2 separate regions of the Sus scrofa genome follow, and region 1 is linked to region 2. Evidence: chromatin contacts called from public HiChIP or PLAC-seq data. All regions are on one chromosome and are shown on one strand. Each heading gives the region's core, a stretch centred on a gene start, on an enhancer-like site or on the middle of the called end of the contact. The rest is flanking DNA. Distances are from core to core; before and after follow the strand shown.

Evidence for each region. HiChIP or PLAC-seq counts read pairs in DNA pulled down with a chosen protein or histone mark.
Region 1: a contact with region 2 is called in an H3K27ac HiChIP or PLAC-seq map of alveolar macrophages. The contact joins the promoter of MFSD8 here to the promoter of PLK4 in region 2. A contact is called at or near these places in 1 of 5 promoter capture datasets (fetal liver), 4 of 47 Hi-C or Micro-C datasets (heart right ventricle, liver, mesenchymal stem cells and 1 more) and 2 of 2 datasets of contacts at active chromatin or transcription factors (alveolar macrophages and skeletal muscle).

Annotation. Positions count from the first base shown.
Region 1 is chr8:96,923,273-96,926,472 of Sscrofa11.1, reverse strand. It overlaps MFSD8 (major facilitator superfamily domain-containing protein 8), which reads right to left and starts at 1,410. Exons shown (of 12, transcript XM_021101605.1): 1 at 1,226-1,410. The coding sequence starts at 1,290. ABHD18 (protein ABHD18) reads left to right here and starts at 1,611. Exons shown (of 14, transcript XM_013978904.2): 1 at 1,611-1,770. The coding sequence starts at 1,611.
Region 2 is chr8:97,011,479-97,014,518 of Sscrofa11.1, reverse strand. PLK4 (serine/threonine-protein kinase PLK4) reads left to right here and starts at 1,502. Exons shown (of 16, transcript XM_021101607.1): 1 at 1,502-2,008; 2 at 2,143-2,238. The coding sequence starts at 1,976. It overlaps LOC102167943 (a long non-coding RNA gene), which reads right to left and starts at 1,159. Exons shown (of 5, transcript XR_001298442.2): 1 at 1,007-1,159.

The DNA of each region.
Region 1 (3,200 bases), core at 161-2,660, 88 kb after region 2:
ATTCTTTTTATCTTTCAATCACAACTTCCAGGTTCTAACTACCCACAATTCTATTAAGCTTAGTTAGATATATGATTTTCAAAGGCACAGCAAACCAGAACACCCCGTGTAAAGTTGCGAGGAGAGGTTTGCAGACAGTAAAACAAACAACAGATTAAAAAATAATAATAATAAACAAAAAACGATAAGGAATAGTCTATGAAGAACAGTTAGGCAAAAAAAAAAAAAAAAAAAACTAAAAAGCATAGGTGAAAATTATAGCAGTGTAGAACAAATCAGTATAGAAGTAAATAGGCCCAAATGCCTCCTTAGGCCGGCTGGATGTCACTTTGCTACAACATATTTCATCACTGGCATTCATTTTAATGATCTCAAGATAAAATGTAAATAAAATTGCATTCCATATATTGTTTAGTAAATCAAGGACCAGAGAAATACATTTTCCAAATGGTTTCAAAGTGACTTCTAAAAAAGGTTTGGTGCTTAAGAGAGATAAACGAGCAAAAAATTAACAGAATCAGAGACAGCTGAAGTTCAGCTGTGACTTAATTAACTTGATTTAATAATTATGTTTAAAATGATTCTTAGCTCCGTTTTCCTAAAGGTGAAAATACTTCACTGTTTAGTAAGAAACAAACTATAACAATTCTGAATCACAGTCCATAAACTAGAACCAGAATAATCAGAATAGTAAGGGTCAAAATACACTTCGTCCCTTAACTGTTTAAAAATAAGTATTTATACATTTGGCATAGGACAAAAGTGAGTTCGTCTTGGGTTTATCTGCTAAAAAAGTATCAAGAAGTTAGCAGGCAATTAACTGAACACTAAGACCAGTTATTTTCAAGTACCTATTAAAACCATCATTTTCGAACTTTTATGAAATGTGTAAAGTGATCAGTTCTGTAAAGGGTCAAATGCAAAACTTAAAAAAATAAAGGGCCAAATGCAGAGCGCAGTTGCTTGGCTGCTGCATAACTGTTGTGAAGGTCCAAGAGGCTATCTGCCTTTCTATAACCCCTTCACCACAACCCGCCAACTCAAGGCGCCCCCGAGCCGGACGCGGGTTCTCTGAAGTAGAAGCGCATCTCCGGGTCTCGCCCAACCTGCCGCGGCTCCCGCCGCCTAGGCACCCCTCATTGCACCAGCTAAGGCTGACGCGAGGAAAAGCGTAAGTCCCAAGTGCGCAGGAGGGTGAGATGGCCTCCCCCCAACATCCGCTCACCTGCTTCCTGGTGTATGGTCTCCTAAGAGGGGCTCCTGTTCAGCCCCGACCCCAAAGCTCGCCATAGTTAAAGCTCCCACAAAGCTAGAGGTCAACTCTCGCGACACCTCCTACTCTCTCCCATTCCAGGAGGCCCGAAGGTGTCAGAACAGGCCCGCAAGTGCGCATGCGCACCCGACAACCAGAAGTGGGCGGAGCGTGCCAGGTCAGAGGCGGGGTCACGAAGAAGACAGGGCGGGGCGGGGCCGTGGAGATGACAGGGTTAAGGGGTGGGTCCTGAGGTCTGAACCTCCTCCTGGCGTTTCCGCCTCTCCGCCTCCAGGGACGACCTGAAGGAGAGCCAGAGAGGGGGCGTATCCAAACAGCCGCCCCGCCCAGGGTTCGTATGCCTTCCTATGCTTCCCTGTCCGCTACCTCTCGCACCTCAGTTCCTGGAGAGTGTGGTGAAGCTGCGCTTGCGGTTCAGCCCGAAAACAAGTCCCGGGAGAGATCGGTGGCGCAGGGAGTCTCGGCTAGCTGGATAGCAGGCGTCCGCCCAGCGGCCAGTGAGTATGTATCCAGTCCAGGCCGCGCTTCCCAAGCCTCTTGCAGCGCTGCCTACGTGCCAGGAGTCAGGGGCTGAGAGCGCAAGGCTTGGCGGGAGACTCGGGGGTCTGGAGCCCTGGGGAGGGTGGAAGTGCTCGGGCGGGTCCGAGTGAGGTGGGCTGGCGGGCTCTCCCCTCTGTGGAAAGTGGAGGTGGTGACGCGCTGTGCTTTATCTCGCCTGGTTAACTGCAAAGGCCCCTTACCCATAGTGCCTTGTTGAGACCTGGATTGAAGATGGGGGTCCTCCAGCCCCTCCTAACCTGCTGATCCCCAAATTGGAACCCCACCGCCGCCTGCGTGGACTGTGGGCTTTCAGCCTTGCAAGATACCAATCAGCAGAGCCTGCTGCTGTAACCTGGAGGTTAGAAAAGGCACAGCACAAGTTTGACAATGGCCAGCTCTTTTCATCACAAGGAGAATATTTTTAGAAAATAGGTTATGGGTTGTTTTTGTTTGTTTGTTTTCGGTAGATCGAGGTGCTGTTTCTTTTCTGGTGCTTACATATTAACATCTTACCTCTACAAGCAGACTTGTAAGCTAATTGGTGCAGTAGTCATGTGTGTCATAGTTAGCACTAGATACATCTTTATGTGATTTCATTTGATCACAACTATGGGATAGGTAAAGCAGACACATTTATAATTTACAGAGAACTAAGGCCCAGAAAAGTTAATAACTTACCCAGAGTCACTCGGTGTGAAAATGGCCGAGTTGGGACCCAAATTAAACTGTTTTCGATCAAAATGAGCACTTACTCTATTCCAGGCCCTATACTAGTTATGTACTGTATGGTATAAGCCATCACTTTTGATCTTTGTCTTGTTTGTAACCTTGTGTGTAGTCTATTAGATACAGTCCACTGACTTAACAGCTAAACTTGAAATAGGTTTTCTCTTAGTACAGAATTATCTTCTGAATACAGACCTAACTTTGTGTACTTGGATTCAGTCTTGCAAATTTGTAACAGCTAACAAAAACATATCAGATTCCTATGATTGGTCCAAGAAGTACATGGGTAAAATTAGTTTTTTGTTTGTTTGCCATAATGTTGGCTTACTGTGTCTTTGGCTTCTTTTTTAAAAAAATCTCTGGAGTTGTAGCAAATATACAGATGTATATTTAACTAAGGAACTTTAACCAATATTGCATAAGCATAATGATTACTAAACAAATGCACATTGAATGAATACTTATTGAATTACCTCATTTCACCCCTGCAACAATCCTCTGAGGTGGGATTGTTTCAAGCATACAAGGAACTTGAAAGTAAGAGATTAAATAATTTGCCTAGGGTCACACCTCTAATAAGCAATGATCTTGAATCCAAGAAACAGAGGACTCCTTACTATAAAACCTATGCTTTTCATCACCAGCCCACCTTCAAAAAGAA
Region 2 (3,040 bases), core at 253-2,752:
CTCTCCATATCTTCCACTTAATTTTGCTGTAAATTTTAAACTGCCCTAGAAATACTGTCTTAAAAAGTCGATATAATACCTGATATTAACAATAAAGCGTAGATACCACCACCACTACCCCCAAACCCCACAATATCAGCAAACTATAGGAACTTTTGAAAATGTAATGGCAAAAACAAGTATAAATGGAAGACTGGACACTGGAACCAAGTACTCAAGCATTATAACATTTAAAGAAGTATTTCCAGAAACGAAGGGAAAAGTTGATTTTTCTCTGAACAGGGTTTTTACACAGCTTGAAGGTAGACAAACTTAATATACCCATTAATGTAAAGAAAAGAGCTTTCCCTTTAGAAAGTTTTTGAAGTAGTTCTCTGCTACATATCCTTGTTGAATACAACAATCTTATCATCTGATAAAGTGTATCGTACCAAATTTAAAGGTCTTTTTTGACCAGTCTATTAACACGTGTGTGAGATCTCTTAAATGTGAGTTATTATCCAAATGACATATATTTACTATTTACCAAAATACAGTTTATTTTCTATTTACTTATTTATTTATTGTCTTTTGTCATTTCAGGGCCGCACCCTGGGCACACAGAGGTGCCTAGGCTAGGAACAGCTGCTGGCCTATACTACAGCCACAGAAACTTGGGATCCGAGCCATATCTGCGACCTACGCCACAGGTGACCACGATGCCAAATCCTTAACCCACTGAGTGAGGCCAGGGATCCAACCCGCAAGCTCATGGTTCCTAGTCAAGAGTCGTATCCGCTAAGCCACGAGGGGAACTCCCAGTTTATTTTCTTTAAGCACCTTACACATTTTTTACAGTTATGAAAAACTGGAGTAAGCATTGGGGAGTAATGGAATGCTTACATCAGGTAATTTTTTTCCCTTGTGCTGTTCCACCAAGTTTAAACATTTGAAATTTAATTATCGTTGTAAACCCTTTACAGAACTGGAATAAGTAGCTTTTCAGACAGTGAGGTAAATAACTGACCGGTTGTAAATGCCTCATATTTCAGGCTGCCTTTTTTACTGTCTCGCGCAGGTCTTCCACAACTTAGAATGCCAACTCTTGCTTCCAAGCTGTAAGGTGCAGAAGCACTTCCGGTCTTCGGTCCAGAGACTAGCCGGGAAGGAGCCTAACACGCATGCGCGCCCCGGCGCAGCCTCTCCGCAACTACCCGTCTCGTTACGTCACCTCCAACCTCCCTTGACGGCAACCGGCGGGAGTTTTTCAAAATGGGAGCGCGAAGGCGCCACCCAGTCCTCGGAAGGTGCCTGGGAGACCTTTCCGTGGCTGTACTGTCGTCGCCAGGAGCGGCGGCCTAGAGAGCCGAGCCTGATGGGCGCCAAGACCCGCTGGCTGCTTGGAGCGCTGCCTCGAAAAGACTTCGTGAAGGGAGCTAATCCGGGAAGCACGGGCCGGGACCTAGAAATATGGCGACGTGCATCGGGGAGAAGATCGAGGTGAAAAGACTCGGCACTGCTCAGTAGGGCGAGTGGGAGTCGGAGTGTTGGGACTCGAGACCCTGGCTGGAAGGGGATCGGGCGAAGCTAACTGCCGCGGGGCGGGCGCCGAGGTGCTTTGGGAGGGTCCCAACCGCCGGGAGCCCGGCTGTTTTAAGGGCGGAGCGGCCCGCCCCTCACAGACGCGGGGGCGGTGAGACAGGTGTGTTGCTCGCAGCTCCGCCCTTCTGTTCCTAGACTCCAAGGCTTCTGGTCTGCGATCCCGCTCCAGCTGCCGCGCTTAGAGCAGAGCAAGACTGTCTCCCCTTTTTTCAAGGGGATGGCGGTTACCTCCGGCGGGAGCTGCGGCGGGATTCTCTTCAGGCGCTCAGCTCTCAGGGGGTTGGCTGGAGGTGGGAGGAGGGTGCTGAGGCTACACTGAAGTTGCGGAGCCAGACTTAGGATATTCTATCTAGAGCCCAGCCTGGAAGCTCAGCGAGACCTGCAAGGCATCAACATGCTTTCCACCCCAGACACCTGCTGTATTGAGGTGTAATATCTGCTTGAATTTTGAATGCAAATTCCCCTCTTGATCCATTTTCTCTTCTTTTCCAGCCCCTTCCTATTTTTTCCCTTTCTCCTTCTGAAAGTTGTCACACACATTCTTTAATTTTGACTTTTAAGGATTTTAAAGTTGGAAATCTGCTTGGTAAAGGATCATTTGCTGGTGTCTACAGAGCTGAGTCCATTCACACTGGTTTGGAAGTTGCAATCAAAATGGTAAGAATTTTGTAATCAACTTCTTTGCAGGTAACAAGAGATATTTGCTATTTGAAATGTCAGAAACTCCTTACCTGCCAGCCTTTTCTTTATGGTATAAAAATCCCACTGCTTAGGCAGGAGACAGTAGTTCCAAGTCCACCATTTGAACATAAGGTTATCGTAGGAGATCCTTGACCATACTTAAATAACATCTTCAGTACTGTTCATTATACCTGGTATCTAATTATGTGTACTTGGAATAATCGGTAGCGATCAAAGAACAAAAAATAACTTTAAAATAATAAGAATACACTTGTGCATAGTTCTATATTACACTGTAGCAAGCTAAAATACTGTTCTTTTTATCAGAAGTCAGTCTAGGGAGTTCCTGTCGTGGCTCAGTGGTTAACGAATCTGACTAGGAACCATGAGGTTTCGGGTTCGATCCCTGGCCTCACTCAGTGGGTTATGGATCCGGCATTACTGTGAGCTGTGGTGTAGGTTGCAGACGAGGCTCTGATCTCGTGTAGCTGTGGCTGTGGCATAGACTGGTGGCTACAGCTCCAATTGGACCCTTAGCCTGGGATCCTATATATGCCACGGGTGCAGCCCTAGAAAAGACAAAAAGACAAAAAAAAAAAAAAAAAGTCAGTCAGTAGGAGTAACATAAGCAAATTAAGAAACACTTATCTATACTAGTAGGAAAAAGGAAGGATAGTTTTGTTTTAAAGCTTGCTAAATTTTTATTATTATACATAATGATATTTGAGCTATTAAATTTTTTGTTTATTTTATTTCACTTGCTTTTTAGGGCCACACC